Regions from separate parts of the Danio rerio genome. Here region 1 is linked to region 2. The links are chromatin contacts, called in public HiCAR-type maps. All regions are on one chromosome and are shown on one strand. The core of a region is the stretch at or near the end of the contact, and the rest is flanking DNA. Distances in the headings are between cores, read along the strand shown. Region 1 holds the start of LOC141381148. Region 2 holds the start of sun1b (Sad1 and UNC84 domain containing 1b).

Region 1 (5,920 bases), core at 1,413-3,912, 52 kb before region 2:
TAATAAACAAAGTTATTGTTGCTGATGTCTCTTATATGGCGTTTTGTGAGATGCTGATGTGAAGTTTACCTGGAGAAACCCGGTTTTCTGTCTCCCTGTCTGGCTTGGAGCAAGGTAGGGAGTTTGGTGCCTTCTGTTTATTTTTTCTTTTTCTCCCGTGTTGCTAGTAGGGAGGTAAGTTTTCTGTATTTTATCTTCTTATTCATTTTTCAGGGAAGTTTGCTCTAATTTAGTAAGTTTGGTTTACTCTCATTTATTTTAGCTAACCCCTCCTGATGTTATTTTGCTCCTTATTGTCTATAAATAAATCATATTTTCTAGTTAATTCTCAGTGGTTTGTGTTTTACTTTATATTTTGGGGAAAGAGAGAGTGCGGGGGCACCAGAGAATATATTTTTACTCCCTGTTATCTTGTTAAATTTTGGTTAAACTACTTTTTGATTAAGGATTTTATTTAATTTGTAATAATAATGAACATGATAAGAAAATGACCCCTAAAACATTACCATTACTAAGATTAATATATGCTCTTCAATTAGTTTTTTTAAGTATGGGGTGCCTCAAGGATCGGTTTTAGGCCCTTTTCTGTTTACAATATACATGCTACCCCTGGGAAACATTATTACAAGACATGGGATCAGCTTTCACTGCTATTCAGATGATACTCAATTATATATTTCAACTAAATGAGATGAGATGTCTAAACTGTCTAAGCTAACTGAGTGTATTAAAGATGGTAAAGACTGTTGACTCTTTTGATTCCACTGATTCGATCCAAGACCAGCGACAAGATGATCCCAAGGTTTCCATAATCCTGGACCAGGCTGTACCCTGAGCAGCTGCTGTGGTGGTCATGGAGGAGTGAAGAGCATGAGACTGATTCCTGTGACGCTCCAGGGACAGACGAGTCTTTGCTGAGGTCCAGCTTTCCAGCGTCCGGTGCCTAGACTGCAGCTCTGCACAAGACGTTTGGCCAGAGGAGAAATGGTCGTGCCCAACTGAGCCTGGTTCTCTCAAGGTTTTTTTTTAATTCTTTACTTATGCCAATTGGTGAAATTTTTTCCTCGCTGCTGTCGCCACTGGCTTACATGGTTCGGGATCTGTAGAGTTGCGCATCGATGGATTTGCTCTTCAGTGTTTGGACTTTCAGTAGTGATTATTAAAACACACTGAACTGAGATAAACTGAACTGAACTTAAACTCTGAAAACTGAACTACACCGTTTCAATTTACTATGATCTTCTATGTGAAGCTGCTTTGAAACAATCTACACTGTAAAAGCGCCATCCAAATAAAGATTAATTGAATTGAATTGTCATATAAGTTAAATAGCTAATGTTAACAAATGGAGGCATATCGTAAAGTGTTTACCAACATTAGGCATAAAAACTATCAGAAAAATATCAATTCAATAATCATTCTCGCGCATGTCATGAACCATGTAAAAACTGATTAGACTAAAGGTTTTCATTCATTTCCCTTCGGCTTAGTCCCTTTATTCATATGAGGTCGCCACAACAGAATGAACCACCAACTTACCCAGCATATGTTTTACATATGTAGAGGATGCCCTTAGAGCTGCATTAGACCAAACTAACATGTATAAATAAACATTTACTATCATATACATACTTAATAAATCATATTAAAACCAAGCATTTAGTACTGTGATGCAAATACAACAATCTGGATATTCCTCAAAGGCACTGAAAATGTTTAAATAACCAATCATTCTATTCATATCGTTTTAAAGAGCACTTGATAATAATAATATAACTAGGGATCATCGTTATGATTATATTTAATATTTGCACACATCTACAGCCAGATGTTGTTTTACGCCTGGTTTATTACCTGTGCGACGACCAGTGGAGGGACATCTTGCTCTTTAAGCAGGGGTTCTTTTGTGAAAGAGGGTAGCGCTGGTAACGAAGGAAAAGAGGGAAAGGATGGCAGAGCAGGAAGTGATGCGAAAGAAGTGACTGATGTTTTCCACTCAGTGAGGTTTACAGCGGGAAGGAAGGACAGGGCGATGGGTAGACCGAGATACCATAATCCTATAAACAGGGAAAAAAAGAACAGGAAAACCTTAGAAAAATCACATTATTTGCATAAAAGGCTGAATTTATTGATGACTTACTGCACAAAACTAACTAGGAGTCAGAAACTCTTTTTTTGTTTCTCTGTGAATAAAGAATATATTAGCAGCTTAAAGACGAGTCTCATGTGGAGAATGAAGCCACATGCATCGCTCAGGTGTGAGTTTTTCACAGACTTCAACAGAGTGTAAAATTCTTGACTCTTCTGTGGGTCTCTTCTATCAAATCTGATCTTTATTTTGTATTTTCTATTAGATTCGAGTCAGGTGATTGGCTAGGCCATTAAAAAGCTTGATTTCCTTTCTCTAAAATCATTTGAGATTTTCTTTTGCTGTATTTTGGATTATTGTCTTGCTAAAATGTCCTGGTTTCATCTTCATTATCCTGCTAATATAGATGTTGGACTGAAGCAGCTAATATTCCTTTACACTGAGGAAGCGCAGAGGATTGCTGAAGAACTACTGAGAGATTTCAGCTGCTGTCTGGGCTTTCACTGCCTTTCTACACCTCCCTTTCTTCATGTGTTCAATACTTTTTTCCTGTGTCATTACATTTTAATACACATAACTTCATTTGTAAACTAATTAGATTTGTTTTTTTTTCATAGATGGATTTTTTTGGTTGTTACCAACATCTGGTGAAAATTTCAAGTCAACAACACCTTTAGAAATATGTTTTCTGAGAAAAATGGTGACGTATTCAACACTTATTTCACCCAGAGTATATCCATAAAATAAGAGAATGGTCAAAAACATCTTTAGGAAAAAACATCTTTAAGATCATAATAATTGGTTTATTGAAAATTTTTTTTTTTAAATAAATAAAATTAATATTTTAAAATGTTTTCGTTGATTTATCCTGTCTATTAAAATGTACTTAATATTTTATTTGGCTTGTAAGTTTTGTTAGATTAGTTCCAGATTTGGCTTTGGCACTGACTAATCTAATGTATATAGTATACTAGGCACTGCAACTCCACCACAGACTGACCTGGGTGCAACTCCATTGTCTCTAGAAACAGAAGAATTTCTATATGCAAATACATTATTGCAAAGAATCCTATAAAAAATATTGATTTAAAATAGAGGTGTGCTCCTTTATACAGTATATAATTGACATTTTTGTGACTCAATTTATAAATGTAACTTAGAGCCACACCTCTGGTTTTGGGAATGGAGAAGTGGAGAATGTGTGTGTGTGTTGAGCAACCGTGGAGAAGTGTGAAAGCAATCCAGAGAGTAAGTAGAGCCATCTGGGTTGAACTACCAATGATTGCACAAGTGTGGCTGCAGATCAGTGCCAGTGGCTTTATAGAGGAATTTCTGGATCATTATAATGGTTTCTCTGCCACCGAAAGAAAATACAAAAACCCTGACAGCTTTTAATAGAGAACTTTTGTTTGCATATTTCTCTCAATTGGATTGAAAGTGTTTTTCACAAAGAAATCCACCCTTTCTGACATGCCTTTCCCACAAACACATAAAGCCACTTAATGTATACATTGTTTTATGTGAATTGGGTCTTTACACTTTATTATTTTTTTTTAAAGCAAAAGTACTTTTTTTCTTGATGCCTTTTTAAAAATTACAGTTTTGTGCATTTTTATTGCAAATTTTCCAAATTTATGCTCATCTTGGTGTGTCCATCAACCGTTTCCAAAATGCACCTAAAAATAGGTAGATGGAAACATAGCTACTGTCAATGACTTTACCTTATGGTTCTTTGCAGGACAAAGGGTTAAATTAGTCCATGTTGAAAAAAAGTATTATACACGCACATGCACACACAGACTTCTACTCCAGATTTTGAATGATAGTGTATATCCAATCTTCCAACTCATCCAAAAAGCAAATCCTACTACTTTCATGCAGCGTCAGATTTTACTTCAAATCAATTCAATGAGTCCTCACCAAACAGCAGCAGAAACGGCAGCAGAAACAGAAGCAGCTTCAGTAGTTTGGGCAGACACCTGACAGACAAATATACAATAAACCACTCTCAAAAACATTCATCATAAACGCATAACCAAAGAGAACAATCAACATGATTAAACAATGCATTTTAATAAAGAAGCAAGAAGAAAACATTTAGGTAAACTAAGGCTGCTTAATGTTTTGCAAGCTTATCATTGTAGTATATGCGATATACATATTGAGACATTTGCGATAAATGACATTTATTTTATGCAATGGATGTTTATCTAAATCTGACCAATCAGATGGTGCCATTCCATCTTTATCCCCACCTCCGCAGTGGTTGCTGTTCTGCAATTGGCTGAAGCTTCTTGCTCAATGTAATAGTGTAATGTAATAGACACTCATAATTAAAGTAATTTTCAATCATTCATAGTGTTTTAATGATTTTGACAGTTTTTTTTGTCTGAATTAGATCTAAAACATACATTTGACCAGTTTTTTACTATTAAATAAATAAATGATTTAAAACATTGCTAATAAAAAAAAAACTGACATTTTCTAGGGAAATGATATATTGTAAGAAGTATTGCTATCGTTCATACTCAACAATATCTCATATTTCTCCAGTACCGTGCAGCACTAATGTGAACTTTTACCTAGTGAGAAGAAAGACGTTGATGAGAGACATGAGAGCCACCAGCTGATACCATCCTGTTCCAAGCCACCAGAAGGCGCCAGTCGCTGCTTTCCCTGTTCAAAACACAAGAGGAGGACATCAAACACAGCACAAAAAGATTCACAGATGATGATTATTAGTCGGAGAATCAGACACAGAGACACGGATGCACTGCAACCACCACAGCTGAAAAGTTAAGAAAGGAAGCACTGGTTAAAATGAGTTCAGATTTCAGAAAGAAGGAGATGTTGATACACTATTGTTGAAAAGAAGGATAAAAAATACTGTCAAATGATGTCTGATAATGAAGGACAGAAGGAAGTGAGAGACAGACAGACAGACAGGCATGCTGGAGTCTCAATCAAATATCATGTTTGATAATTTTGTTTGATATCAGGAAAAACCAAACCAGCACATTGTCCAAAAGTTTGGATATTGCTGACTTAATTTAGCGATGAAACATGCAATAGTAACAACAATAATAATAATACAATTAAGTATTAATGCTACAATTAGATTACAGTAATTATTAATGTTTCAAACTAAATTCTTATTCCAAATATCTGTTGCTGCTCTGTCTTTCTATTAATTTATTCCTCTAGAAAAAGTTAAATTATATTTTAACAAATATTTAAATAGTTAAAGACTGTGCTGGTTTAATAAACCCTGATCAGAAGGACAGGAGAAAGTGAGGGAGAGAAAAAAAAAAAGTCAAGCATGCTGGAGTCGGAATCATATCAACCTGGAGAACACACTGCAAACCACAGAATGGACTTCAGCTTTCGGCTCACAAATGCACCGGCAGAGCCGAAACCTCGGCAAACCCGAAGAAGACCGTAACCTGAGTCGCAGAACAACACAGTCAGACAACAGCCAGCAATCCAGTCCAGATTTAACCCACAAAAGAAGTAACTTTAGTGTTTTACATCGAGTCATTATGGTGTTGTCATGAAAGCTTATAAAGAGACAAAACTAACGTTGTTTCCATGAAAACGATGGTGATCTTTCTCGTGCAGTTTTAAAAAATGTTCACAACTACATGACATTTTTGAAACAGTCCACATTTACACATCTGAGAAAATGGCTAAAGAATATTTTACGTACGGCAGGCCATTAGAGCTATACAATACTAGGAAAATGTGTTATTGTGTGTTGCGATAATGATATATATTACTATATATTTAACTTGCAAAAGTACTATTTAATCAGCAAAAATAAAAAATAATGTA
Region 2 (5,754 bases), core at 1,599-4,098:
CTGTAAGAATGTGGAAAACAAGAAAAGATTAAGTAGGAATTTGTGGTTTGCTCTTGACGATATATTCCATGGATATTTGACTGGAATGCACAATGGATCTCTTGTTTTTCTTCTATCCAGGTTTGTTTTCACACGGATGCTTTAAAATGCATTTCCTTTTCAATATCCCTATCCCATATTACAGTGCTTGAAAGTAACCAAAACAACAAAAACAAGAAGATTAAATATTTCTTATATCAGATATAATAGTGCTAATATTTGAAATATTATTACAGTTATTGATGAATATTTTTGGTTAAGGGCAAAGCATTATGTTAAATAAATAATCTAGTCATGTATTCATACGATCACACTGATTATTTAATAAAACGTATTGCTCAAATTCATGCAAAAGACATTTTGGTAAGTATTGGATTACTGATCAGATATGAATATGGTGTTGTGAACTACAAATAAACAACAGAGTAATTAATAATGTTGGTTAAAGTATTTTTTTTATTAATCAATATATTATTAATAATATTACACAACATTTCAAGTTAAAACTCAAACTAACTAATCATTTATGACTAAACAAGTGCATTAGTTAAATGTTTGCTAATGTAATGTATTGAAGTATAAATGAACACTGAACCTAAAGCGCTATATATATATTTTTAAGTAGTAAATATAGCAAAGAATGAGTAGATTGCACAATAATGTTTCAGTCACATTTTACAATAAGGTTCTATTAAATGTATATTAACATGGACTAATAATGAATGATACTCATACAGAATCACTATATTTCAAACTAATTACAACCTGTAATTAACAATAGGTAATGCGCCACAGGTTATGAACAACTTTATTTCTATTAACTAAAAATAAATACTGTCTGTAAATAATGTATTGTTCATTGTTTGCTAGTATTAGTCAATATATTACTAACTAATGCAACCTTATCCGAAAGTTTAACCTATATTTCAGTTATTTAATTCAATATTTTACTTGATGTTTATTTATCATAATAGTATAATATTGTCATATCTTATGTGTTAACTGATGCAAAACAGATTATACTATAAAATCTTACTTACATTTCTATGGACCTTTAAGATTTCATTTAAAAATCGTAACAACAAAAATCCCTTAGTTCTGCATGGTTTGGTATGTCAGCCTTAACTTTAAACACACATAGGGGTTTAATGTTTAACCTTAAATTCAAGAGATTACTTTAAACTCATTGTTTAATCAAAATAAATAATTAATATAATAATTATTATTCTTAAAACTGTCCTGAATTTTTCAGAAGTGTTGAACAGAGCACGCACTTACAAAAATATTCAGGCAAGATTAAAAGGCTGATATCTCCCAGCGAAAGAATAAAATCATGTTTATGTTGTTTCGTTTAAAAATCGCAACATCAAAATTCCCTTACTTTTCCATGGTTTGGTATGTCAGCCTTAACTTTAAACATACATTGAGAGTTTAGTGTTTAACTTTAAATTCAGAAGATTACCTTTATAATCTCATTACCAAGTCAAATTAAATAAAAATTGTAAAATTACTACGGTTTTATTAGCAAGTCAATTTAGTAAATAATACTAATTCTCAAAACTGTTCTGAACCGATTTATTATTATTATTATTAATATTTAATAAATAGTAATATTACTTCATATTAATCGGGTAAGATTAAAATGCTGATATCTCTCAGTGAAAGTATAAAATAGTATTAATTTTGTTTACCTTTCCTCTAAATGCATGCCTCCTCATTCTCAAAAGTGCACAAGATCCACAAAAGCGACTGTTCCTCACTCAAGAGACAGGCTGAATAGGAAAAGAGAATCTTTCCCACCTCTTTTCCTTTTCTAAAAAGCACATTTCGCAAGCCCAGACAAGCTGAGCAATTATCCAAACATGACCTGCTGCTAATGGTGCAATGAAACAAGTCAATGGTGAAAACCAGGAGCTCCTTCCTTTGTGCACAAGTCAAACAAAAAAGTAGTCAGGGATTTATGTTTTATCTCGACTCATTCACATCTTCACGCCTTTATGCGTGGTTATCTCCATTTGCATGCATAATCATAACAAACGCACAACTCAAATCTGCAACATTTAGGATTGCAACGTTGGATGAGTCTCAAAAACTAGTCTGGACAGCACTTTTAGGCACTTCAAATAGTCTCTAAACATTAGAATCGACCATCATTTGCATATAGATAACATTAAATTAGATTTTCCGAACAAAACGAGTGGTTTCATTGTTTAAGTGTTCCCACTTCGCTATCTATGTAGGAGAGTGAGTGGGTTTTGACACAGAGCCTTGCATTGCAACACTGTAGCCTATATCAGCGCAGTTCTATTACCTTAATGCGCACTTCAGAGTGTTTACTTATGAAGATTCGAGTGACGTATCATAAACAGTGTATATAAATATTTCCGTTCGCGTGTGTGACAGTTAAAGCAGGGCCATGTTTTCTGTCAAGAGTTTGCAAAGAAAGGAGCTTCGCTGACTGTCCACCAAACACTGTATTATTATAACTACACTTCAACAATAACGAATCTGTGCATATGACGTGAATTAAATCAGAAATAGCAACTAAACGTTAAAGCACTTGCCAGTTTGACCATCAGTTTCTACAATCTCTTGTTGTTTTGAAGGTAGTCCAGTTCTGAAATGACAATCCAGTTCGAGGATGCGCAAAGCGTGTGGCGCATCTCGACGGGTATACGCACAAATGAAAACACAAACAAATCCCCCTGCGTCCCCAACGCGAGATACAAATCCTTCAATCTTCGTGAGGGAGAAAAAAACACCAAAAGTTACGCGCTTGACTAACAATTACTACTAGGAAAATCCCAAAATGGCTTCCACAACAGAGTAAAGCCAGACGGATAAAGTCGCAAGAACGTTCCTCCTATTTTCCAAGCTCAGCTGTCAATCACGCGCATACTTTGAATCTATTGGCTGAGAGGCCGGGTCACGCCCTCCCCGCTCACGTCACACAGTCTTGGATATAAGGATTCAGAGGAGCCTGTCCGTAAAGCTGTCAACAGAGTCACTTCAGCGTGCAGAAACGTAAATACAGGCGATTGGGGCTCAAAACAGACAGTAAATGTGAGGAAGCGAGAGTGTTGGGCAGTCTATATGAGATTAAATACTAAATAAAGAACGACCTGATACAAACTCGCAGATTTAAATCAGTTATAATGATACATTTTTAGGAACACTTTGAGTTGGGTGTATTTCTTCATGTATTAACTTAGAAAACATTTGTTAGTTTTTAAATAGTCTTTGTTAACCTCAGTTAATAAAAATGCAGAAGTTTTTTGCTCATTTGCATTTTTAAATAGCTAATATTTACACTTAAAAAGGTTGTATTTGTTAATGATGAAAATAACAGTAGCCCAACTAAGAGTAATACATCTAAATATTTATTAATAATATAAGTTGCCTTCTTGAAGTGAATATTTTTATTACAGGTTAAAATCTGACAATCATACATTGCAAATTTCTATTGTCTTATTTTATGGTATATGCATTTATTTTTGTATACAGTAATATGTTTAATTACTTGTTGTTTGCTGAAGTGAAAGGAAATCTTATTTTAAAAGCAAAACTATTATAAAAATAATGTAAATACAGAGCAATAAATTAAGCATGAACATTTCAACATAATGTCAGATCATAAACAGATGATCGATGTTGGCTCATTTTTGCTCAAAATTAAATAGTAGAGCAAAATATTAATATATCTATTCATTCATTCATTCATTCATTCTTTTTACCTCGGCTTAGTCCCTTTATTCATCAGGGGTTGCCTCAGCAGAATGAACCGCCAACTTAGCCATACACTCTTACATTCACACATTCACTATGGTCAATTTAGTTTTTTCAATTCACCTGTACCGCATGTCTTTGAGCTGTGTGGGAAACTAAAGCACCCGGAGGAAACCCACGCCAACACGGAAGAACATGCAAACTCCACACAGAAATGCCAACTGGCTCAGCCGACCAGACTTAAACCAGCGACCATATTATAAATATTTACTAAATACTGATTGCAAGAAATGAATCCTAAACTAAAACAGTGTTTCCCTGGTTACTGCAGTAAACAAAGCAGTGTGATGTCAGCAGGATTTTATTGATTTCATAAACTACACAGCATCTCAATATATTTAAAGATTAAATTTAGGTAAACTTTAGCATACTGATACTGAACTTAATATCTTGTAAAAAAAAAAAAAAAAAAGCATTTAAGACTTTTTGATACTTTTTAAGGGCCTAAATTTCTCTAAATTGATTTAGCAATTTTTAATACTTTTTATGACCCTGTGGACTCGCTGCAAATGTATTTAGTACTGACATATTAGACTGATTTAATAAAAATAATTGCAACATTTGTTTTCTAAGCCAAAGTGTAAAAAAGCAGCTATTACACAACTGACTTCATATGCAAAATATAAAACCCCCAAAGTCTTGCAATATTAAGTGAAGCGTACAGGAATAGAACTGGTGTCTCTCTTTTCGACAGACACAATCCATCATACTGTAAAACAATCCATTTCTCTAAACCAAACAACTGTACTGAAAAGAAAGAGTTATATTAAAAAACTACTGTACTAAAAAAATAGATAGATCAAGTTATATTAATCCCCAAACACAAATTCAGATGCAGTGCAAAACCGTTAACCGCAGATATACCAAATATCATACTAAGCAACTGTTGCATAAACTGTTGCATAAATAAAACACAAATGCTCTGCTGTCAATATAAATATAGAACAGACACACAACTGCAACCCATTTATTTCATATCCAAAAATATGGATATGATTCAATAACAAAAGCATAATTTGCAGCAGGCGGGCAAGTAAAAGTCAGAGTAAAAATTGAGTAAGAAAAAAGCAAAGGTTCTGTTTGCACTGTACAAAGCAAACTACTGCAACAAAATATTGCATGATAAGATTTATGGCTCTCTTGTTGATACTGCATGACTTTTTTTTTCCATCTTCCACTTCTTTCTTTTTTTCAGTGTTTAAAAATGACTGTCAGGGTAACAAATAAACAAAATAAAAACTCTGTAAGTTAAACTTTGTATATTAAGAGGCAAATCCTGTATGATTTTATTTAGCAACAACAACTGCTCAATACATGGTAGTTGCTATACAAGTGATACAGCTGCTGCCGGAAGTCAACGTGAATTATTTATACTAGAGATGCCCAAACTAGGGCACATGGGCTAAAGTTGGCCCATTGTAACATTTGACCTGGCCCGCCATCCCATCTGAGAAGAGAGGGAGAATTTCGGGGAGGGTTGGGGTTAATGTTTTTAACACACATTGTCATTTCTAATAACCTTTCATTTGTTACTTTTATTTTTAAGCTACAAAAAACAAACTTGAATTAAATGTTTCAATTAAATGTTGTAATGAAAGCAGGTGCTGCTTGACTAGTGTATTCAGCATTAAACTCCATAATGTTATAATGGAATTCTTCTGTTTTCATTATAATTGGTTCATTATAAAATGTAAAAATATATATACAATTGATTAGTTTATATGCATAATGTTTTCTATTATTTTTAAATTAACGAGGAAATTACTCATGGAAACTTTGTAATACAGCTTGGTATATTTACCTTCAGCCCACAGCCCTCAATCAAGTTTGTTTTTTGGCCCTTCATAAGAAAAGAAAAAGTTTGGGCACCCTTAATCTATTAATTTACCCATTATTTGTATCTTATTAACGTCTACCCCCTACCATCAC

What was found. HiCAR-type assays count read pairs that join an accessible place to other places.
Region 1: a contact with region 2 is called in a HiCAR-type map of caudal fin, with 4 times the contacts expected there. The contact joins the promoter of LOC141381148 here to the promoter of sun1b in region 2. A contact is called at or near these places in 3 of 18 Hi-C or Micro-C datasets (caudal fin, hematopoietic stem cells and an unstated tissue) and 1 of 4 datasets of contacts at active chromatin or transcription factors (caudal fin).

Annotation. Positions count from the first base shown.
Region 1 is chr3:11,774,495-11,780,414 of GRCz12tu, reverse strand. It overlaps LOC141381148, which reads left to right and starts at 2,662. Exons shown (of 3, transcript XM_073944165.1): 1 at 2,662-2,819. sun1b (Sad1 and UNC84 domain containing 1b) reads right to left here. Exons shown (of 23, transcript NM_001018135.2): 10 at 5,434-5,532; 11 at 4,672-4,765; 12 at 4,010-4,068; 13 at 1,855-2,057.
Region 2 is chr3:11,722,585-11,728,338 of GRCz12tu, reverse strand. sun1b (Sad1 and UNC84 domain containing 1b) reads right to left here and starts at 2,848. Exons shown (of 23, transcript NM_001018135.2): 1 at 2,604-2,848. The coding sequence starts at 2,615. The region is part of intron 1 of LOC141381148; the gene reads left to right.